2 separate regions of the Mus musculus genome follow, and region 1 is linked to region 2. Evidence: chromatin contacts called from public Hi-C data. All regions are on one chromosome and are shown on one strand. Each heading gives the region's core, a stretch centred on a gene start, on an enhancer-like site or on the middle of the called end of the contact. The rest is flanking DNA. Distances are from core to core; before and after follow the strand shown.

Evidence for each region. A called contact is a pair of places that touch in the nucleus more often than the background predicts.
Region 1: a Hi-C map of muscle stem cells shows a contact between it and region 2, with 3 times the contacts expected there. The contact joins the promoter of Abcc5 here to the promoter of Mrpl40 in region 2. A contact is called at or near these places in 2 of 39 promoter capture datasets (cranial neural crest and embryonic stem cells), 2 of 484 Hi-C or Micro-C datasets (embryonic stem cells and muscle stem cells) and 4 of 115 datasets of contacts at active chromatin or transcription factors (astrocytes, embryonic stem cells and neural tube).

What each region holds. Positions count from the first base shown.
Region 1 is chr16:20,422,919-20,429,159 of GRCm38.p6, forward strand. It overlaps Abcc5 (ATP-binding cassette, sub-family C (CFTR/MRP), member 5), which reads right to left and starts at 3,476. Exons shown (of 30, transcript NM_013790.2): 1 at 3,330-3,476.
Region 2 is chr16:18,873,777-18,879,960 of GRCm38.p6, forward strand. It overlaps Mrpl40 (mitochondrial ribosomal protein L40), which reads right to left and starts at 2,861. Exons shown (of 4, transcript NM_010922.2): 1 at 2,695-2,861; 2 at 1,548-1,631. The coding sequence starts at 2,747. It overlaps Hira (histone cell cycle regulator), which reads left to right and starts at 2,974. Exons shown (of 25, transcript NM_010435.2): 1 at 2,974-3,743. The coding sequence starts at 3,707.

The DNA of each region.
Region 1 (6,241 bases), core at 2,226-4,725, 1.5 Mb after region 2:
AAGGGTCTATGTTCTACCTTTTTAAGCATCACCTGGTCTACTCCTAAAACTCTGTTCTGTGTTTCCACACCACTGCCTGTCTGGCTAATTCCAGTCAACATTCTGTATCAACTCTGGTCACTTTTTTCAAAAGTTTGCATTTATCTTATTTATAGGGTGGGGTGGGTACGAGACAGACAGATGGACACACAGAAAACAAAGATAATCATGTACACTTGCAACTTGCAAGAGTCAGTTCTCTCTTTCTACCATCCAGGTTTCTGGGGATGGAACTCCAGTCCTCAGTTTGGCACAGGCCACTTTTTAAAAACTAAACACATACTTGCCCCTCTAGAAGGTCCCCCGTTGTCAGAAGCTCAAATTCCTGAACAACAGATAATGAAAACACCACAGATATCTGACATATGGCCATGCTACACTGTAGTCCATAAGTCCAGCCATGATGACACTAGTAAGGACTGTGTCTCTTGCAGCACAAAATTTTGACAACTGTAAGGCATTGCTGTTTTTGACACAGGATCTCAAGTAAGTAGCCCAGGTTGGCTTCCTACTCTTGGTCTTCGAAGGATGGCCTTGAACTTCTGACCCTCCTGACTCTACATCACAACAGCTGGGATTTCAAAACTGCACTACTACGCCCAGTTTATCTGGTGCGGGGGATGGAACCCAAGGCTTTGCAAACTTCAGGCAAGCACTCTGACAGCAGAGGTACATCCCAAGCTCCTATTACTCATTTTTAAATCATCAGAAGAAAAATACTTATTAATCCTTGAAGTAAAAAAAAAATAATAATAATAAATTAAGCCGGGTAGTGGTAGCGCATGCCTTTAATCCCAGCACTCAGGAGGCAGAGGCAGGTGGATTTCTGAGTTCAAGGCCAGCCTGGTCTACAAAGTGAGTTCCAGGACAGCCAGGGCTATACAGAGAAACCCTGTCTCGAAAACCAAAAAAGGGCTGGAGAGATGGCTCAGTGGTTAAGAGCACCAACTGCTCTTCCGAAGATCCTGAGTTCAAATCCCAGCAACCACATGGTGGCTCACAACCATCCGTAATGAGCTCTGACGCCCTCCTCTGGTGTGTCTTAAGACAGCTACAGTGTACTTAGATATAATAAATAAATCTTAAAAAAAAAATTAAGACCCTCAAATCTCCAATGAGGGCTGGACTGGCCATTTTGCTTATCAGAATTCTGGTTCAAGCACTGGAAGTTGATACAGATAAGTTGTTTATTTAAGACAGAAAGAAAGAAAGAAAGTAAGAAAGAAAGAAAGAAAGAAAGAAAGAAAGAAAGAAAGGAAGAAAGAAAGAGCACCTAGCCCAATGACTGTGTACACTATAAACAAAACCAAAACCAGCTTACTAAGCAAAAACAACGCTTGTGGCTCTGGCTCTTCCGAAAGCCAAGCTATAAACAGATCTGGCATCTGCCATTGTCATCTGGAAGAGGAAGATTACTCGCTACTTTAAAAATAGGCAAGAGGGGGCTGGGGAAGCTTAAAAGGGAGGAGCCCAAGGGACCCCATTCACAACACCAAACACATCAAGAACAACAGGGAAAGTTATCGAAGAACTGTACGAGGCAATGTTTTTTCTCAGTTGTGTGTGTTCAATCATATATTATGAAGCGGAACCGGTAAAGTGTACACACAGACTGTGGTAGCAAAGACAGTTTTGACAGAAACAACTGTTTTCCTAATGGTGAGATAAGATAGGACTTCAGTGGCCTATTCTAACTTCCCTAACCTTCCAGACAAAGCGAGTTTCTATAAGAATGGGGTATGGGGAATCGTTGTCCCCATGATCTTCACCAATGTCATAGCTTCACTTTCAATAAATAAATAAATAAAGGTGCAGCACCTTAAAGTATGCAAACACCTGAGTAGCCATAAAGTTACTGTTTCTTCACACTGAACACAAGGAGACCACCATCTTCTGTGTGTCTGGGATATGACAAGAAGAACACACAGAAGCCGGTAGAGTAGGGCTAAGGTGAATATGGATATGAAGCAATCAACTAAGAAAGGATTACTACACCAGGACCCTCTCCAGCCCAAAGAGCAATTCATACTTCCCATTTTCTAGACAACTCCCTTGCAGCTAATGTAAAGTCTTTTTATAAAACTAATGCTAACTTAGGCTCAGTGATAAAAGCATGTAGGCCAGAGGTTCTTTCCAGTCCCCAGCCCTGCCAAATCCAAAGGAAAGGGTGTGTGTATCAGGACTAGGAAAACCTGGCATATTTTGGTTTAAGCCAGCACTATAAAGGGAGAAAGAAGAATAAACAAAGTGGGGACTCTCACATTAGTACCCCGACTCAAAACTGACAGGGTTGGGGGCCACCTGGTTTTGCTCTAAAATTCTCTTTCCAGTGAAGAGGGGTGGATGTGACGATTCTGCAGGGGGGAGGGGCATTGTGTAGGCCTGGAGAACTGTAACTAACCAGGTTGGTGTTTCCAAGTTCTGTTATCGCAACATCTCTCAGGTTTTAGGCGCCTCAGGAAGCTCCTTCAGGCCCTGCAGCTACTGGAAGCTACTGGAAGCTACAAGGAAGCTGAACCACTTATCACGCCCCCCCCACCTCTCCCCCAGGGCCCACCTGTGCCTCCAAGCTCCCTCACCTGTCACTTACTCCAGAGACCCCAGTAAAACCCATCCATTTCTCCCTTCGGAACTCAAGACTTCCCCGGTCATTCCTGTGCCCACCTGCATCGAGACTCCCACATCTGTACGAAAACACCAAATCCAGGTGTTATAAACACAAAGCCACTAGCTCCTTTGCGTGTCAGCACCGAAAAGGACACTGGTGACAGAAGATCTAGGCTCCCATCTCTACCTCGGCTTCGCTGTGTGTGCTGATGCCACGTACCTCCACATACCAGTAGCAAAACAAACAAACAAAAAACAAAACAAAACATAGATAATGACTTACGTAGTAAGTGGCTGACAGCCTCCAGTCCCGGAGGGAGGTTGGGGCTTCTCTCTGGACAGCTCCGCCACCCGGCCCTAGGGCGTTCCCATGCCAGCCCCGGGCCTGCGAGCACAGGCTCCACGACCCACCCACAGCGAACGCAGCTCCCCCTGGTGGCCGCGCGGAGAGTGGAGCCGGCCGTGACCACCCATCAAACCTCCCCTCCTGCCTTCTAACATCTAGACCTCCGCACAGCCCGCGAGGTCGCCAACAAGCCGGGGACCGCGCGAGATCGGAACGAGACAGGCCCCGTTTCTCCCGTCCGAGGCTTCCCACCGCCCACCCCGCCTTGGAGAGCCCAAAGAAGTGAGCCCGTGACAGCCTCCGACACTGCATGAAAAAGGCGTGAACCGTCACCTACCTGCACCCCAGCCTCCCCACACGAGAGCAAACAGCCCGGGCACGCTCGCGAACATCGGACCCTGAGCAAAACAAGCCTTTATAGCGGCATAGTCCCCCACAACGCGCAAGCGCGATGCACAAAGCTTGCGCAAGACCGAAGGGAATCGTAGTCCCTCATCCGGCAGCCCCCAGCGCCGCACACCGCAAAAGACTACGTTTCCCAGAAGCACCGCTGGTGCCCGGGATGGGGTGCAGGCTGCTCACAGTACCCGCGCGCATCTCGTGCTGCCCCATCCTTCCCCGGTTTCTGATGCCCAGTCTGGAACCTTCTCTGCCTTAGTCACGGGGGCTGGGCAGGCGGGTCGGGGTAGCCGGTGGCGCTGTATTCTCTGACAGCCAGAGGTTCAAAGTCAGGAACTTCCAAATCTATGCGGCGGTTCCACGTGCCAGAAAACATCGTGAAGGTCATCATAGCCTGCTTCTGTCCAGCCCCAACTCTTAGCTGTGGTGTCACTTAATGGGTGCATGAGTCCTCCACGTTCTGCATGAATGGTACCTTTGGATCTTTTCTCTTACCCATCTATCTCAGCTTCTTGACTTCTAAGTAGTGAAATGCCAGAATCGCAATTTCCAAAGTGACAAGGGATGTCAAAATGATATACTAACTAATCAATCTATTTTTATAAATAAATGTAAAGCTCCCGAGGCATTAGTCGTTTTATTTTTTCTATTTTATCTATTTTAGTATCATAATATAAAGACTACTCTATTGCATGCCTCCCAACCTTTAAACTACCCGGGGCTTGTTTATGGTTACCCATTTAAGGGATTTAAAAAGAAAGTAAACTGGATTGTCCATCATACAACTACCTAGTTAGCTACTGTGAACACTAATGTCATAAAGCTGGACTTATTGACAGGATGTATATTTGACACACAGAAAGCTCAGGAAGATAGGCAGTGTTCAGAGCTGGGCTTTCAGGAAGTTGGATCATGAAGACTCTGAGTTAATGAACGGTTTAATATTGACTGATTGTTCCATGTCACTATTAGAAGCTAGTAGAATATGAGGACTTGGAGGCTTGTTAAAGGAAGTTGGTCCCTGGAAGTATACCTTTGAGAGATGTGTGTTACCCCTTCCTGTCATGATGTTCAGCCTTGTGCCGAGCACACACTAACAAAACCAGTTCACCATGGATAAAAACCTGAGCCAAAATAAGTATTTTCTCCTTTAAGTTCATGTTTTCTCCGGTATTTGTCATATTGTCATAATAACAAAAAGCTGATTATGTTTCACTATTTTAAAATTAAGATATATATTGTTGGGGTCAAGGAGTCGCCAGACAAACCACCAAACACTGATCTCAGGCAGACAGGGATAGTTTATGGAGCGTATGTCCTGGGACTGACTGATCAGGGTCAAAGACCAGACTCAGGAGCTGACTGCAACCTCGAGCCAGAATCTACAGAGCTTTTTAAGTCTGAAATCCACAAACATCTGTGTCAAGTTCTTCCACCAATCAGGATTTAGGGATAAGGACTTCCTCTGGAGCAGGTCTTTGTTGTACACGTATCCTGTTCCCATTGGTTGGGGGATCAACTTGCATTGCCTAACATCCATGCCTTAACTTGCCAACCAGGATATCAGTTACCCATGTCCATATCTTTTTCTGCCATGTAGGATGTCAAACCCCAAAGAGTTCTTAGGAATTTAAAACTATTAAACCCCTACTCAAAATGGAAGTCTTATTCCAAATAACTTCTTACATTGGTGCAGGAGAAGCTTATAAAAGCAAAAACCATAAAGGCTCATTCACCAGTGCGGGACGTGCTTGCTGTAGCTAACTATACAAAGCAGTTCTTACTGACCTTTGTTGTGATTGGTTTCCAAGAGCATCAAAGCACATAACATAATAGAGTATGAGCCGGGCGTGGTGGCGCACGCTTTAATCCCAGCACTTGGGAGGCAGAGACAGGCAGATTTCTGAGTTCTAGGCCAGCCTGGTCTACAGAGTGAGCTCCAGGACAGCCAGGGCTATACAGAGAAACCCTGTCTCGAAAGAAAAAAAAAAAAAAACATAACAGAGTATGCAATCAACTCGTGCATGAGAAAGTTTCCTTGTAACAGTAATAACAACATAAAGTGGCTGGACCGGCAGCAGCTACTCGGGCCTTGACATATGTGAGATGTCATTAATTGAAAAGATGAGCCACAAGTTATAACTGGTTTTTCTTTCTTTAATTGAGGTAGAATCTCTGGGATTTCAGAAGCTGAACTTGCCAAGTAGGCAAAGGTGACCAGCACCTTTGGTCCTCCTGTCTACCTCCATAGTGCTGGAATTACGGGTGATAAACAGTGCTGGTGACTAAGCCCAGCATGAGAGGCAAGCTCTCTGGCAACTGAATTACATCTCTGTAAGTGTTGGTCTGTTTGTTTGCTTGTTTGTTCGTATTTATTTATTCAGTTTTCATCCCCATCACTGTCTCCTTCCCAGTCACCTCCTCCCACAAACCTTCCCCATCCCTCCTCCCCTTCTGCTCTGAGCAGGTGGGGGTCCCCTATGGTGTCTCCCAATCCTGGTACATCAAGTCTCTGAAAGAATAGGTGTTTACTCTCCCACTGAGGCCAAACAAGGCAGCCCAGCTACAAGAACATATCCCACATATAGGCAACAGCTTTTGGGATAGCCCCCGCTCAGTTCTTCAGGGCCCACACAAAGACCAAGCTGCACATCTGCTACATATGTGCAGAGAGGCCTAGGTCCAGCCTATACATGTTCTTTGGGTGGTGGTTCGGTCTCTGAGAACCCCAAGGGTCCGGGTTAGTTAATTCTGGTGGTTTTTCCTATGGAGTTCCTATCCCATTAGGGGCTGCAGTCCTTTCTCCTATTCTACCCTAAGAGTCCCTAAGCTCCATCCACTGTTTGGCTG
Region 2 (6,184 bases), core at 1,611-4,110:
AAGCTGTCCGCAGCCCTAACTCCACGAGCTTAGTCCACTGTCTTCCCGAGGACGGTATGGGTCCTATCAATTCCAGGAAGGACAGGGATCTACTAAGAGGAACTGTTGATTCTTTCTTTTTGTTGGTGGGGTGGGGTGGGTGGTTCTGAGACAGGGTTTCTCTGTAGCCCTGGCTGTCCTGAACTCACTCTGTAGACCAGGCTGGCCTTGTCAAACTGTCTCTGCCTCCCAAGTGTTGATATTAAAGGGGTGTGCAACCACTGCCCAACTTTTTTTTTTTTTTTAACTTTTATTCTTACACAGTCCTAGCTTGCCTTTAACTGGCTATGTTGTCAAGGATGTCCTTGAACTCTGATCCTACTGTCTCTACCTCCAGACTTCCAGCCTAGTTATTTTCTACTACTCCCAGTATTCTGGTGCTGGGGATTAACTTAAGGCTTTGTGCATGCTAGGCAAGGATCCAATAAACCAAGCTACATTCTTAGCTTGGAAGTGCCAGTCTGTGATTCAGGTGTATCTTAAAGCTGCCCTGAGAAGTGAACGTGCTGAACTAAGGGAGTAAAAGCTCATTCACATTTGAAATGAATTTGTGATTTACAAAATGCTTCAAGACTAAAAGAGACAGGACAGTAAAAATGACTGCCAGATTTTTTTTTTTTTAAATCAGTTTCTGGGGTGTTGAGAGGGCTCCGTGGTTAAGAACACTTGCTGCTCTTGCCGAGGATCTAGGTTTTGTTCCCAGCACTCACATGGCAGCTTACAACCATCATTGATTCTGGTTCCAAGGGATCTGGGACCCTCTTCTGGCCTTTGTGGGCACCATGCATGTAGACATAACACATTACAAAATTAGCCATGTCCTAAAGCTTTGGCAAGTATCTGATTTACTTTTAGGAACACACTTCCCAGGCTAAATGTGGCATTAGGAATAATCAAATTTGAAGCTGGAGAGATGACTTAGGAGTTACAAGGAGTGCTTGCAGATCTTAAACACTGGAGTTTGGTTCCCAGAACCCACATCAGGGGCTCACAACTGTTTGTAACTAGGAGAGCTATAACCCCTGACTGGCTTTGGGCACCCCAAACACATGTGTATACATATGTCAGGAACATAAACATTAAAAAAAAAAAACCCTTAAAGCAAACCTTTTAGCAATAAACTAAATAAAGCCCCAAGAAAGCATCCAAAGTTCCTAGAGTAACTATTATTAGTCTTTGAACCTTTCTCCCACTCAGTGAATCAGAATGAGCAGGGAAGAGCAAGGCCTATGGAAATACAGAAGTTAAGATATGCCCTTTGAAACACATAAGACTCCTTAAATCTAGCTGCTACTTATTTAAACTACTCAAGTAGCAATACATATATGCTATGCTATCATAGTACAGAGCTCCTTCAAAGGACAGAGGCATCCACTTAAATTTAACTATTAGTTCCACAGACTGAAATCTGCTTGCTAACCCAAGGTTGGGCACTCTTGCTTTGTTTTGGTCATATGCATACACGTGTTTCTCATACCCCAAGAGCTAAGGGTTATGCTGGATTTTACCTCATGGGGATGAGATCCCAGAAGGCCAGTAAGGAAGCTCTCTGGTGGGTGTGTCTGACGTGTGCCTGGCAGGTTCCAGGGATCCTGAAGGAGAGAAGGGTATGTATAAAGATCTGGGGAAAGAGAAGGCACATACACATAACTATAGGTCTTCCTAAAACCCGGAGGATGTTTGTAAGTATCTATTTTGTATTTTTTTCAGACAAAAGTCTCCCTAATTCGGGCTATCTTGCAACTTGAGACAATTTTCTTGCCTCAGCTGCTCCACCATGTCTAGTTCATTTGTATTAGGCCAGCAAGGTCAAAGTGAGGAATTTACAGAACTCTGTTTCTCACTGGGGCAGAGCCTTTACTTGCTCTGGCAGGATCTTCTTCTTCTTCTCCTTCTTCTTCCGTCTCTCTGTTTCTTTCTGTCTCTCTCTCTCTCCCCTTCTCTGTCCCCTCTCTTTCTCTGCCTCTACTCTCTTCTCAATTCCCCTTCCCATACCCACAAATAAACTCTATTCTATACTAGACCTGTCTAGTATATGACTGGTACCTCGAGGAAGGAAGGAGGGATGCTTCAGTGTGGACCACTGAGTAAAGTACCCCCTCCCACTGTACTATACGTCCCTTCTATAAAACATATCCTTGGATTTTTAAAAACACATTGCTCTTCTTCCTTTTTTTTTTTTTTTTTTTTTTTTTGGGTTTTTTTGAGACAGAGTTTCTCTGTAAAGCCCTGGCTGTCCTGGAACTCCCTTTGTAGACTGGGCTGACCTCGAACTCAGAAATCCGCCTGCCTTTGCCTCCCAAGTGCTGGGTTTAAAGGCGTGCTCCACCACGCCCGGCGTCTTTTTCTTCTTTTTAAAAATGGGGTGTAATATAGCCAGGTTTGTATGCAGCTGTTACGACCTTGACTTTCTGACCTAGCCTCCACCTCCATAGTGCTGGGGTTGCAGGAGTAGGCCACCACTTAAGCACGACTTAGGCTTCACACTTGTTAGGCAAATAGCCTGTTAAGTGAGTACACTTCCAGTTCGGATTTTCATCCGCAACAGATGCGGTAGGCTCATGCCCAGAAATAATCTGCGAGCACTAGCGAGCAGCTACGGGGCAAAGCCCGCGCACGCGCCCTGGGTATTCTGCCACCCGCGGCTACACTCACCAGCTCCGAGGCCGCAGAGCCCGCGCAGCACACAGCATCACCCCGGTAGCCATAGTTTTTCACGCCACCCGCTGGCGGGCAGCTTCCGGGAGCACGCCCCTGGGCGGTCCGACCTGAGGTACCCGGTCGGGTCTGGCAGGCCTCGGCCCGGAACTCGCGGGTCTGGGATTCCGAGAGGCGGGCCCGCAGCTGGCCCCGCCCCCGACGCAGCCCCGCCCCGGGCAAGCAACGGTGGCTTCGCCGCGCCCTTTTGCGGGCGTCCCGCCTTCTGTGGATGCTGCGGTGTTTTCCTGCTCTCTGCTCCGCCTGGCCTATGTGTTTACATCTATGAAAACGCCCCGCTCTTCTAATAAATGCGCCCGTCTGGCCCCCTATCCTTCACCAGCCTAGTTCTTTTATGCATGCAATCGAGCTCAGGGCCCGCTGCCGTCTGCCGCTAGATGCATGCTGGCGCCCGCCCGGCTGGCGCTCGCGAGATGCCCAATAGCGCGAATTGATGGATGGCGGAAGCTAGTTACTAAGCTGGACTCGGAGCCGCGGAGGTAGAACTAGAGATCTGCACACCACCCTGGTTCTGCATCGCCGGGCGGGATCTCAAGGCTTTGCCAGCCTGCTCACACCGACCCTCATCGGCGACCACATCAGTGGCAGCGGAGTATCCCCGTCCTCCCCCCCCTGTCTACCGAAGAACCGAGGCGGCCCGGTCCGCGTAGGGAGCGGTTTCCCGCCGGGGCGATTTGGCAGGTGCGCGCCGTGACTTCCGGCGTTGCCCGGGAGCCGCCGGAGGAGGAGCGGCGCAGGGGATGCGGCTGTGGCGGCGGCGGCGGCGGCCGAGCGCAGGAGGCGGCTGTGGCGGCGGCTGGGGGCACGGGCCGGCGATGGCGCGGCGGCGCTGAGGGCAAGGGTGGGCGGCGGCCGGAGGGCGGGCGGCGCGGGAGGAAGCTGCGGCAGCTCCATGGCCCAGGCGTGCTGAGGGACACGGCTCTGGCTTCAGCCCGGCAGCGGCCGAACAATGAAGCTCTTGAAGCCAACCTGGGTCAACCACAATGGTGAGTGCACGCAGGAGTCGTGGGCGGCCGAACCTGCATCGGGGTGGGGTCTGGGATTGGCTTGCGGCGGTGCTCAAGTCCTGCCCACCTTGTCCAGACGCTGGTGCCGGGTGCTGGAGCTGCAGAACGGGCAGGAGCAGACTTTGTCCCCGGCTCTGGGACACCGGCGAGCCCGGGCACGTGCTTCGGGCTGGTTGCAGCGAAGTCCGCCTTTGCCTCAGGCAATGGCGCTGTGTCCTGCGCCGCCCACCCTTAATCTGGGATGCCTGGCTCTGGTGAGCCGGCTTGGGTACCGACCTGGTGCTGCCATCCGGCTTCACCATCCAGTATGTGCTCAGATGGTTGTGAGTATGAAACTGGGGCGACATCCCCCTTGTGGCCTTTCAGCGGCTCGGTGAATCTGCATGAGATACTTACTGGCTGTATTGCCCTTTCTGAGGCCTGGAGTTTGTGACAGTGCCCCCACTCGGGCTATTGCGATCCTGGAATGGGAAGGGCCTGGGCTCAGGTCCTACGGAGGACCACGAAAGAACCACGTTTAATGTAAGGATTGGGGCTTCAGATGACTAAGATTGGGGCCAGTGGTGCACAGGAGACAAGCGACTTTGGATCCGTGATAGTGACTTCAAATAGCAGATTCCTACACCCTGGTGGAGAAAGCAGCCGGTGGCATCCAGTTTTGTCGAGAACTACTGCAGGAGGTTGTTTGCTCTCTGCCGAGCGAGTGAGGAAGAGCTAGAGCCTTTCCCCCCAGCTAGTACTTGAGTCTCTGGAAGGACCCGAAGGAAGCACGAGGAAGCAGCCAAGCTCTGCTGAAAGAGGAAGGGTCTTTCCTCCTTTCTACTTTGTATTGCATCTAGAGGGAGCTACAGTTGTGTGTGTGTTTTTGTGTGTGTGTGCGCGCGCCCGCGTAAAAGAAGGCAAGTAGATGCATTTTTCTCTTTTTAAAAATCCACGTGGCCAAATTTAAAAAAAAATTGGTCCTGGGTGCTTTTTATTCACAGCCGAACTTTTTTTTTTTTTTTTTTTTTTTTTTTGGAGGGGGAGGGGGCGTTCACAAGGAAGATCGTAGACGTAGACTGGGTACGACATGCTCTCTACATTAAACAGTATGATTCTGAAGTTCAGCTAAGAACAGATTTTAAAGTTTGGAGCCTAGTCCGAGCAGTGGTGGAGCACACCTTTAATCCCAGCACTCAGGAGGCAGAGGCAGGCGGATCTCTGAGTTCAAGGCCAGCCTGGTTTACAGAGTGAGTTCCAGGACAGCCCGGGCTACACAGAGAAACCCAGTCTCGAAAACACACACACACACACACACACACACACACACACACAAGTTTGGAGGCAAGAAGGTTCAAAGTTCATTTGAAATCTAGGTGATGGGGAGGGGAAAGAATATGATAGAACCATACTGTATGAAAAAATTTTTTTTGTTTTTGTTTTTTTGTTTTTTGTTTTTTTTTGAGCCAGGGTTTCTCTGTATAGCCCTGGCTGTCCTGGAACTCACTCTGTAGACCAGGCTGGCCTCGAACTCAGAGATCAACCTGCCTCTGCCTCCCAAGTCCTAGGATTAAAGGCATGCACCACCACCACCTGGCATGAAAATTTTTTTAAGTAAAAAAATCTAAGTGATGATTATTCATGATAAAAGATGTTGAGACTTAAGCAAACTTCTCTTTTTTTTTTTTTTAATTTAAAGGCACCCTCTTTCTCTATATTGCCTTTACCTTGGAGATGGTGTTATTACATGTCACTGCCAAGCATGCCTTTAAAGATGATGGTAATGAGAGGTGGGGAGTGGCTTCCTAGCCAGGTCCTGAAGAGTAGTAGCTGGTAGAGTCAAGTTTCCTTTGGATGAATAAATAGAAGCCCTACTGCACTGGAGGGGATCGTACTTCCTGGCTTTCTCACTCAGCATTTCCTGTCTCCTTATATATACAGCATGAACTCTTGGGGTCTGAGAGTTCAGAGAGGGGAGGAAAAGAGAACAAGGCAAGGTAGGCAACTAGAAGAGTTAAAAGCAGAAAGAGAGGTGTTTGTTGGTCTTCAGATTTTGGCCCAGTACTAGAGAAACCTCTCAGAAAGGATATCTCAGCCCCAGCATGATTGCCATTTTTAGTCACAACTGTTTTAGGGGCTGTCCTGTGTATTGTGTGATCTTTACTTAGATGTCAGCAGTATCTACCACCATAACTGTCCATTTACCTCTACCAAAAATATCTGGATATTGCTGATGCTCATTGATAGGCCATATCATCTCCAGCTGAAATGTTCTGGTTATCAGCATTTTTGTTTGTTTGTTTTTTTTCGAGATAGGGTTTCTCTGCATAGTCCTGGCTGTCCTGGACCTCACTCTGTAGACCAAGCTGGCCTTGAACTCAGAAATCCACCTGCCTCTGCCTCCCAAGTGCTGGGATTAAAGGTGTGTGCCACCATGCCTG